4 separate regions of the Mus musculus genome follow, and regions 1, 3 and 4 are each linked to region 2. Evidence: chromatin contacts called from public HiChIP or PLAC-seq and promoter capture Hi-C data. All regions are on one chromosome and are shown on one strand. The core of a region is the stretch at or near the end of the contact, and the rest is flanking DNA. Distances in the headings are between cores, read along the strand shown.

Region 1 (2,700 bases), core at 170-2,669, 820 kb after region 2:
CCATTGCAGCTTCTTTAAAATCGCAACATAAAAAGTAAAAAGTATTCAACCCACTCAATACTTTTTAAAAAATCCTCATTTTTTTTACTCCTTAAATGAATGTTATTCTAGTCCACTTTGCTGAAAGAAAACAGATACATCTTTGCAGTCTATCCTGGCAAGTCCATGTTTAATGTCACTGCAACTATTAATGGCTCAAAACCAAACACTGAAACAAAACACAGCCTGAATCCTCCTTGTATTTGAGAGTTTGAGTCCATTCACAATACACTCTCTCACACACATTCAATTCTACTAAATAACATCTTCCCATCATATACAGGTTAAAATAGAATTGTCTTCTTTAAATGTTAAAGGACAGCTTCCAAAGCTAGGGGAGAGAAGCCTATCAACTTTAATCCAAAGCAAAGTACAACTCAATGTCATTTTTACCTCTAAGGCAGCGCCACAACTGAAACAAAATGAACTTCATTTAAGGATCAGGTATCCTAGCATCCCCATGATTATTTACTTCTCTGACTCGACAGTGCGTATATGTAGGCTCTTTTGTCCCTCTTTTGGCATCCCCGCGTATCAACAGCATCATCTTTGTCAAAGCAAATCCCTCTGGTCATTACTTCAATACTACAAAGTCCCGGCCTTCCTTGTTACCACACAAATGAGATTCGGTAGTCCCGTCACTCTTCCATTACAGTGGGAAAAGCAAGATAGAATGAAACGCTCATAATTTCAAAAGACTCCTCTCTGCTCGGTCCTGGTAGCCAGAAGAGTCATGAGTACAAGTGATATATGGGTCACCCACAGAAACAGACGAAGCAGCTTCATGAACCTCCAAGTTCAGGGAAGGCACCCAAAGCCTCCGGGGAAATGGGGCAGAACCAGAAAGATCTGTGGGATGAGGATCAATTTGGGTCTGGCGTCGCCTCAGGGCGTGGGCATAAGAAACCCAGGGGTCTCGGGCAGTCTCCCCTCCACGCCTCGGTTGAGCTGAACGAGGGATGAGGCGGGCGCAGGGAAGCTTCTTGGAGACGCCCTGGGGCTCGGGGGTGTGTCCTACCTGGGCCGCGGCGGACGCAGGATCTCTGACGGAGGACGAGGGTCTAGCTCAGGGTCCGCACCGGCAGGAGTCACCGCTCAGCAGGCGGGCCCGCCACCGCCTGCCCATCCCCCGCCGCCCACTGCGGCGGGACCGGAGCGCGGCTTAGACGGCCGGCGGTCCCTTCGGATGCCGTCCGCGTCTAAAGGCGGCGGCAGCGGCTGCGGGTATTGCTGCGGATTGTCCCGGGCCGCTGCTCTCGTGCCAGCCCCTGCTCCTCCTCCTCCTCCTGCCGCCGCCGCCTCCTCGTCCCTACCGCTCCCATCGCCGCTGCGGCGACTACTGCAGCGCCCGCTGACCCGGCCCGACGTTACTCTCCCCCCCGCAAGCCGCACAGCCTAGCCCACCCGCCCTGCCAGCGCGCACCGCCCACCTCTCCGCCGCGGGTGCTGATTGGAGAGCACGTTCCCAGCCTGTGGCGTCGGTTGGCTAGTCCCATTGCCTATCAGGAAGGGGGCGGAGAATTGGGCCGAGAGTGTCTCCGCCCCCCACCGGAGAATTGCCGCTATCTTCAGGTTTGCCTGAGAGGGCGAGTTACCGGGAAAGGAGCATCACAATGACAGTGCGCGTGTGCTTGGGAATTCTGGGACTCGTAGTTCCAGCCTCCGCTGCAACGGCCGGCCTGTCCTGAGGAGAGATGTAAGGCGCAGTGCTTCTGAGAGCCGACTTCAGTAGGTGTTCTCCTAGCTCAGCGTGCTTATGGCCACAGAGTTGGGCCCTTTGGAAGAAAATTGGTAATGCTTTGTCACTGAGGCGGTCGCGTCGAGAATCGTGAGGCCGGGTCATTGCTTAAGGTCTACTCGCCTGCTCAGACCTAGAGCTGCCAGGATCTGGGAAATGGGCGCTGTCCCCTAACCTAAGCTGCTAACTAGGGCCGGGAAACCCGAAGGTATTGGGAGAAAAGAAAGGAGTTACAAAGATGTCAGCCTGGCGAGGGAGTGCCCATTCACAACCCACGAAAAAAGATTTCATTGGCTTTTTGATAAAGACAATGAACAACTTTCATGTGGACCAGTCTGGGACTCTAAGCTTGGAGTTTGCAGGAGTGGCTCAAGACACACAAAGACTAACTATGAAGGGTGGGACACCGAGGCTGTATGGGAGACGTATTTCATGTTGAATGTGCCAAGCTCTTTGGTGAAAAAAAACAAAACAAAACCTAAGAGTAAGTCCCTCTTCTTTCTTTACTATCCATTATATAGACATTAAAAATTAAGAATAAACTTTACCAAGATCACAAAACTGATGTCAAAACCAAACTGCGGACCTATTCCATATTGTATGCCCAACGTTCTTTTTTCCTTAACAATTGCAATGACTGCCACGAGTTTGCCAGGAACAGAGAGGATGCAATGGTATGAATTGTAAAGGTTCACTTTTTGTTTTTGTTTTTGTTTTTGTTTTTGTTTTTCGAGACAAGGTTTCTCTGTATATCCCTGGCTGTCCTGGAACTCACTCTGTAGACCAGGCTGGCCTCGAACTCAGAAATCTGCCTGCCTCTGCTTCCCGAGTGCTGGGATTAAAGGCGTGCGCCACCACACCCGGCTCAAAGGTTCACTTTTACTTTCAAATATTTTCTTAGGTGACAAAAGTGTTCTTACTGT
Region 2 (2,700 bases), core at 185-2,684:
AGACAGCAAAGCCTGGCCTACTTTCCTCAGCCCCTTAGGCTTCCTTGTTCTCTATCCCTGGTCCCCAGCAGACTGTTGAATCCCTGGGGACCACTTTCTCCCTACATCCTGGGCAATGCGCAATCAGAAACCTGTATTGGGAGTACCCTTATGGTTTACAGGGCACTGGCCCACCTTCCTAGAACCTTGGCCACACACACACACACACACACACACACACACACACACACACACACACACACACACACACACACACACACACACAAATCATATGCACAGTTGAGTGCTCATTTTAGAACACTTGCCTGGCTGGTATGCACCTGGTTTCCTCACATTTTTGCCTCAGCGTCACTAGCCTGGATTAATTGGAATTCTGATCCAGAAACACAAAAAGGGATGGGTACACTAAACACAAAAAGGGATGGATACACTAGACTGAAATTCTGGAGTTGTGGTGTCCACAGCCAGGCTGACCGGAGATGGCCTATGGGTCACCTGGCTCATGGAGGAGGCTCTTTTCAAAGGCAGTATTGAGTGCCCAGAAATACTGGACACTGGAGATTGTGGAATGAAGGCACTGGGCAAGAGACCACTGGAAAAGTAATAGCCGGACAGGTAGGTGGCAGAGGTAGGGATAGAGTTAAGGTAACGGTTAGAGAGTAGCAAAAAGAGAGAGAAGCTGTATGTTGGAAGAAGTGGTGAGGTGGTTGCAGAATTGGAGTGAGTATGTCTTTGGGCCTGGGCCCTCCTTTCCTCTGCATCAGGGAAGGCAGAGTAGTGACATTTCACCAGGTTTAGATAACACAAACCTGTCGAAACCTCAACGCCACTTCCCAGCTCTGAATGCAGAGGCTAGCAGGAAACTAGGTTTAATGGGTGCTTAGCTTTGTTGGTTCAACCTGAGTGTTGAGTATACCCAAACCATGTGAATACCCAAACCATGTGTTCCCATTTTTCTACCACACGCATAGTCAAACTCCTAGCCCAAAGAACCGAAGCCACTTGAGGTGGGCCCCTTGGCAGTGTGGGGGTTAGAAGTCGGCCCACTGCCCTGACCTCCACCAGGTTTTAGAGGTCTTTATGCCAGCCTGCCCTTCTAGAGAAAGCGCCACTACCCTGCATGGGTGGGGTCTTGTGGCCTGTGGCACTTTGTCCTCTTCTGCATGTCTGAGGCCACTGGCAATTGCTGCCCATGTCCAGATTTGTCCTATCCCAGTTTTGAAAGCCCCTTATTTATAACTTTTATACTGTGGCGCCTGTCTCCTCCCCGGCTGTACGGGGTGGGACTGTTTTAACGTTTCGTTTGTACGGATGTATGAAATTGTCAATAAACACAATCATTTGTTAACCTGCTAGCAAATTCTGAGAAGAGCGCCGCTTGTTGCACCTCCTAGAGGGCGGAAACGGGGGCGGGGCTGCGATCCTGGAGCGGAAATAGGGGCGGGTTCTTGTCCCGCGGCCGTCATGGCGGAGGCGGCTCTGGAGGCAGTTCGGAGGGCGTTGCAAGAGTTCCCGGCGGCGGCTCGCGGTGAGTGCACTCTCACAGGCAGCAGCGACCGCGCGAGGACAGCGCGGAGGGAGCCTGGGCACCCTGGAACTCAGTGTGCATGAGTGTCCGACCGGTGGCCACACAGTTTTGTGTGTACCCTTCTTTAGCTGGCGGACGGCTCCTTAGCTCAGGATCGCACGCCTGGCTGCCTTCGTGGGGTGCAGTTGTAGTTTTCAAGACCCAGCACAGCTCTGACGGTAGTCATGGTGCCATTCTCAAAGCCAGCGGGGTGCTGAGTCCCCGTGCGCTGCCATGCTATACTTTCACCTCAAACATCTCGGATGCTGGTGGGTTCTGAGGAGAGAAGCAGGCGACTTCCCTCGTTCATTCAGACTCCAAGCTTTGAGGATTGTAGGCAGCCGCCCAGTTGATCTTGTGTGTTTCCTTTCTTCTTCCTCTGGTCCTCACTACCCCATCATTAAACAAGCTGGAGAGATGGCTAAGTGGGTAGGTAAAGCTCTTAAGCACATGATGATCTGGGGTCACATCCCCAGCACTAACAGAAAACACTGGGTGTGGTGATGGTGGACTTCTGATGGGATTCCAGAGGTGGGAGGGAAAGGCAGGAGGACCCCAGGGGCTCCCTGGCCTGCCAGCTTAGCAACTGCTGAGCTCCAGGTTCAGTGACTTTGACTCAGAAAATAAAGTGGAGAATGGTATACACCTAATGTCAACGGCCTCCACACATGCATACACAGGCACACACCACACATGCGCACACCCACACACAGAGGGAGAGCAATTGATCAAGCACAATTTTGTCAATTTACCGGCTGTGTCACACACAGGTGGTTAGAGCAGTATTCTCAACCTATGAGGTCGAGACCCCAGAGCAGTCGCATGTCAGATATCCTGAACATCAGACATTTATCTTGTGACTCATAACTAGTAAAATCACAGTTATGAAGTAGCAACGAAATGATGTTACAGCCTAGGGTCACCACAACATGAGGAACTGTCTTAAAGGGTAGAGCATTAGGAAGCACTGCCCTGGAGGACGGTTGATGGGTCAGCTAAACCCTCAGAGCGGGTGTGCCTGCTATATCCAGGAAGCAGTGTGGACTGAGCTTGGAGCAGACTTTGTGTTTATGTTTATTTTTGTCAGTCAAATTCTTAACAGAATTGCTGGGTCAAAGGAATTGTTTGAAGTT
Region 3 (2,700 bases), core at 8-2,507, 540 kb after region 2:
GATCTTTACTCAACCTCACCCTTGATTTTTTTTTTAATTCAACTGTTTCTCTCATCTGGGTTTTTTTTTTTCCTCCTGTCTTCATCCTAACAAAATAAAAACGAATAAGATACATTATTCTTCCTTTTCCTCTGACAAAAGCCAAAGTTTCCAAAAGCATTTTATAATGTCCCCATGTCTCTCTCTTCTCCAAACTATTGCAATGTCTGTCAACTATCACCAATCCCTTGGTATTAAATTCAAATGATATTTCTCAGACTTCTTCTATCTCTTAAGAAGAGGCTATTTCTATGAAATAGTTTTTATTCCCTATATTGCCAGCTTTTTATTTATTTATATATATTTTTATTTATATATTATTTATTTGTTTTGCTTTACTCTTAGAGATGCTTGGAAGAATTTTTGGGGCAAGTTGTTTAAAATCCTTCAGTAACTCAATGGGTATAAAACGAATCCTAGGTTTATTATTCCAAATTTTACAAGACCTTTAAAGATCTAGCTTGATCCTCAGCCCTGATGGCGGTGGTCTCGGGGCTAAAAGGGCTCTTCCATTCTCCCCCCCAACCCAGTGATAGACTGTACTCTGAAATAGGATCTCACTAAGTTATCAGTTTGGCTTTACATTCCAGAGGTCAAGTGATCCTCCAGCCTCAGTTTCTGATAGCCTGAGGATTACACAATGTGAGCTACCACGTCTTCACATTTTCTTTTGTCTCAGAAAGCGAACTCTTAAACTTCTAACAAGAAACTTCCAGAAGGCGCTGCGTTGTTGTTGTTGTTCCCACTGCCTGGAAAACTCTTTATCTCGTAGACTTCCGAAGTACTCCTACTTATCATATCCTTCGTGACTTTAAGAGTAACTTCCTGTGTCAATCCTTCAGACATTCCTCAAAATAAATGTTTTGTTCATTGTTGGCCAAAGCTGCTTCGGAATTCCTGTGACCGTATTCTGTTAACTGAAAGGTATTTACGCATCTATTTCCCTGGTTTAAACGGGCCAAAACACCCTGTAGACTTTGGCAGTCGCGAGTTTTTCCTAGTCTTTCAAACACTAAAGCGTCCCGTGCAAGGCTGCCTTCAGGGATGATAGTTGGAAGAACTCCTCCCGGGGAGAATCTGTAGGGTTAACGGGTGACTTCCCAGGATCTCCGCCTGCGTGGCAGGAGATTTAACACCCTCTCCGCGGCGATTGGCTCCAGTGGTAGAGGTGTGTCTGCCCCGCGGCGCCCTGCGACTGCGCAGGCGCACAAGTCCTCCGGGCGCATGCGCGCGAGGGAGCGCGCACCCTGTCCGATCTTCTAGAGTCCGAGAACTGTGGAGGCTGGAGAGGAGTGGCCGGAGCCGCCGGGTGAGGCTTCTGGAAAGTAGCTGAGGGAACTAGTCAGCGGGACAGGTAGGATGATATCCCAAGGAGAAAAAGGGTGGTGGTGGTGGTGGTCCAACGTTTTGGGGGTCGGACTTGAGGGGAGAAGAGAGCTCCGGCCAGTCCTTGGTGGATTGGGCCGAGAAGGAGATCGCCAGGCGTTGGCGACCAGCGCGAGCCCTCGCAGGAAGGGAGGCGCTATGGTGGTGCCCTGGACTTGGGTGGTTCGGCTCCTCGTCCCTCACCTTCAGCCTCACGATGTTTCTCGTTAGTATTAACAGACTGTCTGGCTGGTGGCCCTAATGAACACATAGTTCTGAAATGGTTGTTAGAAGAATGACCCCGAGGGTCCTGGCGTTGCAGGCTCCACTGTCTAGGAAATTCCCTGCTTATCTTGAGGCTTCCCCGTGGGAAAGCGCCAAGAATATGGTCAGTCAAAAGATGATTTTTTTTTTCCTCAATTCGGTTTGTGTGTGAGGAAAGTATTTTAAAGTACTGTTACACTTCTTTCCTTCGTCCTTAATCATTAGTCACTGCACTATTTGGAAAAGCAAACTGGCGGTAGAGGAAGCGAAAAACAACCGAGTTGAGGAAAAAGATCTTTCCTTTTTGCTGTTTGTCATTTGGGTAGGTTTGGGCTGGGGGCACGGATGGGATTGCAGAAGAGTTTAGAAACTGGCAGCTTTTGACAAGTGTTCTCAGAAAATAGTATAGTTTCTTACTTGAAGAAAATAAGTATCTTACTTGTGAAAATAGTATAGTTTCTTACTTGAAGATATTTTTTAAGGATCGAAATAACTTCATTTGCCCTGCTGCCTTTTAAGAGGGTTTTGAGATATCCTGGTAAAATGCTAGTAGTTCAGTCATAGCAAGGTAAAATAGATCCTTCTCACGTTCTTCTTTTTCTTGGAAAATACTATGCATAAATTCTGTGAGGCCCTGGGCAGTAGTGGTGCACACCTTTAGTCCCAGTACTTAGGAGACAGAGGCAGATGGATATCTGTGAGTTCGAGGTCAGTTTGGTCCAATGAGGCATTACTTGTTAAAGCATTTTTTTTTTAAAAGACATGATCTCACTATGTAGCTCAGGCTGGCCTGGAATTCAGAGATCTGCTTGCCTCAGTCTCTCAAGTGCTGAAATTAAAGGCATGCACACACACACACACACACACACACACACACACACACACACACACACACACACAAAGCTTAAGTCCTTTGAAGTTCAAATTTGTGAAAGCTGTTTCATGACAAAGTAAGAAAAGTTAGTATTTCTGTTACTGGCAAAGTTGATGCCCAAGGAATTCCCTGAGCACTTGTTATTTGTTCTTTTGGTG
Region 4 (2,770 bases), core at 104-2,603, 940 kb after region 2:
AAACCAGTTTATCTACTTGGAAACATTTTCTAGCTGTTTTCATCTAAGCTACATTACCAGTGGTGAAGTGAGTTTCAACTGCTTTTTGGGATGGAGGAGGAAGACTGCCAAGTGCTGATCTAGTGCATATAGTCTTATTCCAACTCTGTCCCTGATGGTTTTTTATCTTACAGACATTCTCTCTAGTCTCCGTGGTTGACTTATTTCTGAGTCATTCTCTTGTCTCATAAAATAATGTTCTAGAGTCTGCTGGGGTAAAGTAAGCCAAGAATGAGTTTATTAAAACTACAAACAACTTCACTAACAGGTATGTGTATATACAATGGGTTTGCGTGGGTGCGGGTATGTTTCCCACACTTTTCCATATGCAGCTATAGACAAACTGATAAAACATGTTGTGATCAATAGTGAGTACTTCCTAAGGACCTCCCTCCCTTCTAGTTATCTGAAGGGACCACATCAGAACATTTGTGAACATTACCCCACCTTTCAGCCTACTCTGTTCGTATTCTCCACGCAGCCAGACTGTTGACTCAATTTTATTCTACCTCTCCTTTCTCAGCCCTTCAAAAATCTAATAGCCAAGTATAGATTCCAGTATTCTCTCGTTTGAAATGTCCCTTCTCATATATAAAAGGCATGACAAATGACAAATTTCCCTCACTGGGGGCCAGATCGAAGGTTCTCAAGACGCTGCAATAATGGATATCTGGCCATGCCTTGCCAGCCGCAACACTCACTGCCACTATCAAGTCCACCCGACAATGCTATATCACACCAGGTGCTGGTCCGGGTCCCGATGCCTATCAACAAGAGGGGTCAGCAATGCGTCTACCGAAAAATGGCCTTCTCCAACCTCATCTCAGCTCCTACATCAAACCCACCTAAATGTGCACGAGTTCTTTCTACTTCAAAATAGAGACATGCGTGTCTGAGCACGTTGAGACTTAATAGATGACAGTCATTAAACTCCGTAGACCTGGCTGGCAGGAATGTGTGTAGGAGACGACTAACTTTATCGGGGGAGGGAGGGTCGATCCTTCAATCCTAGGACTCCCCTTCCCCAGTGCCGCCATAGAAAGCGGAGCCCCAAACCCTCCCAGGCGCGGTGGGAAGCTGTTGGTGGAGAGGACAAAAGGCGCTAGCAGATGAAGACTCACCGATGCCGGCCGCTGCGGGGCCAGGGGAGGCTCCGGGCTGACGTCCATCCTCTCGGCGCCGTCCATCTCTTCGTCCGCCATCTTAAGGGAAACGAACGCCCGCAGTTCCCGACCCCCGGCCGCCAGCTAGCGGAAACCTGTGGCCGGCCCGACGCGACAGGGACGACACTTTTACGACGGCCCCTGAAGTCAGGTTTGTCGCAGCACCCGGAGCGGCTTCCGGTCGGCTTCCCGGAAGCAGGCTGCCGACCTGCCAAGCCGGAGGTTTCCGCCCCTGATGGTTAGTTAGCCCTGCTCCACCAGGGCTGATCCCCGAGGGAAGACCTCACAGCTTTGTCGCCATCCCTTAACCCCGGGGCAGGGGTGGTGAGATGACAAAACCGAGAAACCTAGTCCATCCGTCGGTAAGGGAAGACAAACTGAATACATCCCCGTTATGGAATACCCCATGAAAAGAACAAGGTAGATGTACGGAAACATCGAGGGGAAACTGTTGCCACAGACTACAAATTCCTGCATTTGTGCATCTATGCATAGTGCGAAGGAATAGCTCTGAACCAAGAGAAAACACCCAAGGCCAAGACCAGGGTTGGAGGACAAAGGTGATAAAGAGCTAATTTAGTGTCCTCTGTTTTTGTTTTTGTTTTTTGTTTAGTTTGGTTTAGTTTTTACGAAACGAATAATAGCCTCCAATACCACGCATTCCTCCTACCTCTGCATTCCAAGTGACAGATGTCAGCCACCTGGTCCCTTTTTAAATTTATATATATACTTTAGCGACTTGTGTCTGTGTCTCTCTCTCTCTCTCTCTGTGTGTGTGTGTGTGTGTGTGTGTGTGTGTGTGTGTGTGTGTGGATCATGTTTAGAGATCAAAGGACAATTTGAGGGGATTGGTTTTCTACCATCTCACCTGCCATGGAAGTGGGTTTTGTTTTGTTTTTGTTTTTGTTTTGTTTTGTTTTTTTGTTTTTGTTTTTGAGACAGGGTTTCTCTGTATAGTCCTGGCTGTCCTGGAACTCACTTTGTAGACCAGGCTGGCCTCGAACTCAGAAATCCGCCTGCCTCTGCCTCCCAAGTGCTGGGGTTAAAAAGGTGTGCGCCACCACCACCTGGCTTTTTTTTTTTTTTAGATCTGTAAGGTCAAATTTTCTTCACATACACCAACCAAAGCAACACATGACTGACTATAGATAGAGGCAGAACTAAAACACACCTACCCTTCTATTAAATTGGAACTTAAGAAATTTGGAAATTCTCACATTTTGGATAACATTTGTTTACCGAGTTAATTTTCATTTTAAATGCTGTTTATGCCTGGTGTAATGGCACCCACCTTTAAGCACTCCAGAACCAGAGGCAGGTGGATCTCTGAATTCAAGGCTAGCCTAGTCTACTCCAGAGCTATGTGGTGAGACCCCATCTCAAAAAGAGAAAAAGAAAGGAAAAATGTTTAAGATGTTATATTGTTTACATGCCTGTAAGCCGGCATGGGTGACTTACAGCTGTAACGTCAGCTAGCATTTGAGAATATGAGGGTTCTTCCAAGTTGGAGGCAGCAGAACTATATAGTTCCAGATCAGTCTAGCTGCCGGTGAGGTCCTGTCCCAAAA

Evidence for each region. Promoter capture Hi-C pulls out the DNA fragments that hold promoters and counts their contacts. HiChIP or PLAC-seq counts read pairs in DNA pulled down with a chosen protein or histone mark.
Region 1: a contact with region 2 is called in a promoter capture Hi-C map of liver, with 2.8 times the contacts expected there. The contact joins the promoter of Ttbk2 here to the promoter of Jmjd7 in region 2. A contact is called at or near these places in 2 of 39 promoter capture datasets (liver and pre-B cells) and 1 of 115 datasets of contacts at active chromatin or transcription factors (bone marrow-derived macrophages).
Region 3: an HNF4G HiChIP or PLAC-seq map of pancreatic cancer cells shows a contact between it and region 2. The contact joins the promoter of Snap23 here to the promoter of Jmjd7 in region 2. A contact is called at or near these places in 2 of 115 datasets of contacts at active chromatin or transcription factors (embryonic midbrain and pancreatic cancer cells).
Region 4: a contact with region 2 is called in a promoter capture Hi-C map of liver, with 3 times the contacts expected there. The contact joins the promoter of Ubr1 here to the promoter of Jmjd7 in region 2. A contact is called at or near these places in 3 of 39 promoter capture datasets (liver and neural stem cells), 3 of 115 datasets of contacts at active chromatin or transcription factors (astrocytes, bone marrow-derived macrophages and pancreatic cancer cells) and 1 of 9 other capture datasets (liver).

The regions. Positions count from the first base shown.
Region 1 is chr2:120,848,999-120,851,698 of GRCm38.p6, forward strand. Ttbk2 (tau tubulin kinase 2) reads right to left here and starts at 1,420. Exons shown (of 16, transcript NM_001024856.2): 1 at 1,058-1,420. AV039307 (expressed sequence AV039307) reads left to right here and starts at 1,658. Exons shown (of 4, transcript NR_038350.1): 1 at 1,658-1,767.
Region 2 is chr2:120,026,049-120,028,748 of GRCm38.p6, forward strand. Jmjd7 (jumonji domain containing 7) reads left to right here and starts at 1,435. Exons shown (of 8, transcript NM_001114637.1): 1 at 1,435-1,528. The coding sequence starts at 1,465. It overlaps Mapkbp1 (mitogen-activated protein kinase binding protein 1), which reads left to right. Exons shown (of 30, transcript NM_011941.3): 30 at 1-1,355. Gm28042 (predicted gene, 28042) reads left to right here and starts at 1,435. Exons shown (of 27, transcript NR_104353.1): 1 at 1,435-1,528.
Region 3 is chr2:120,566,414-120,569,113 of GRCm38.p6, forward strand. Snap23 (synaptosomal-associated protein 23) reads left to right here and starts at 1,258. Exons shown (of 8, transcript NM_009222.3): 1 at 1,258-1,393.
Region 4 is chr2:120,969,362-120,972,131 of GRCm38.p6, forward strand. It overlaps Ubr1 (ubiquitin protein ligase E3 component n-recognin 1), which reads right to left and starts at 1,354. Exons shown (of 47, transcript NM_009461.2): 1 at 1,161-1,354. The coding sequence starts at 1,241.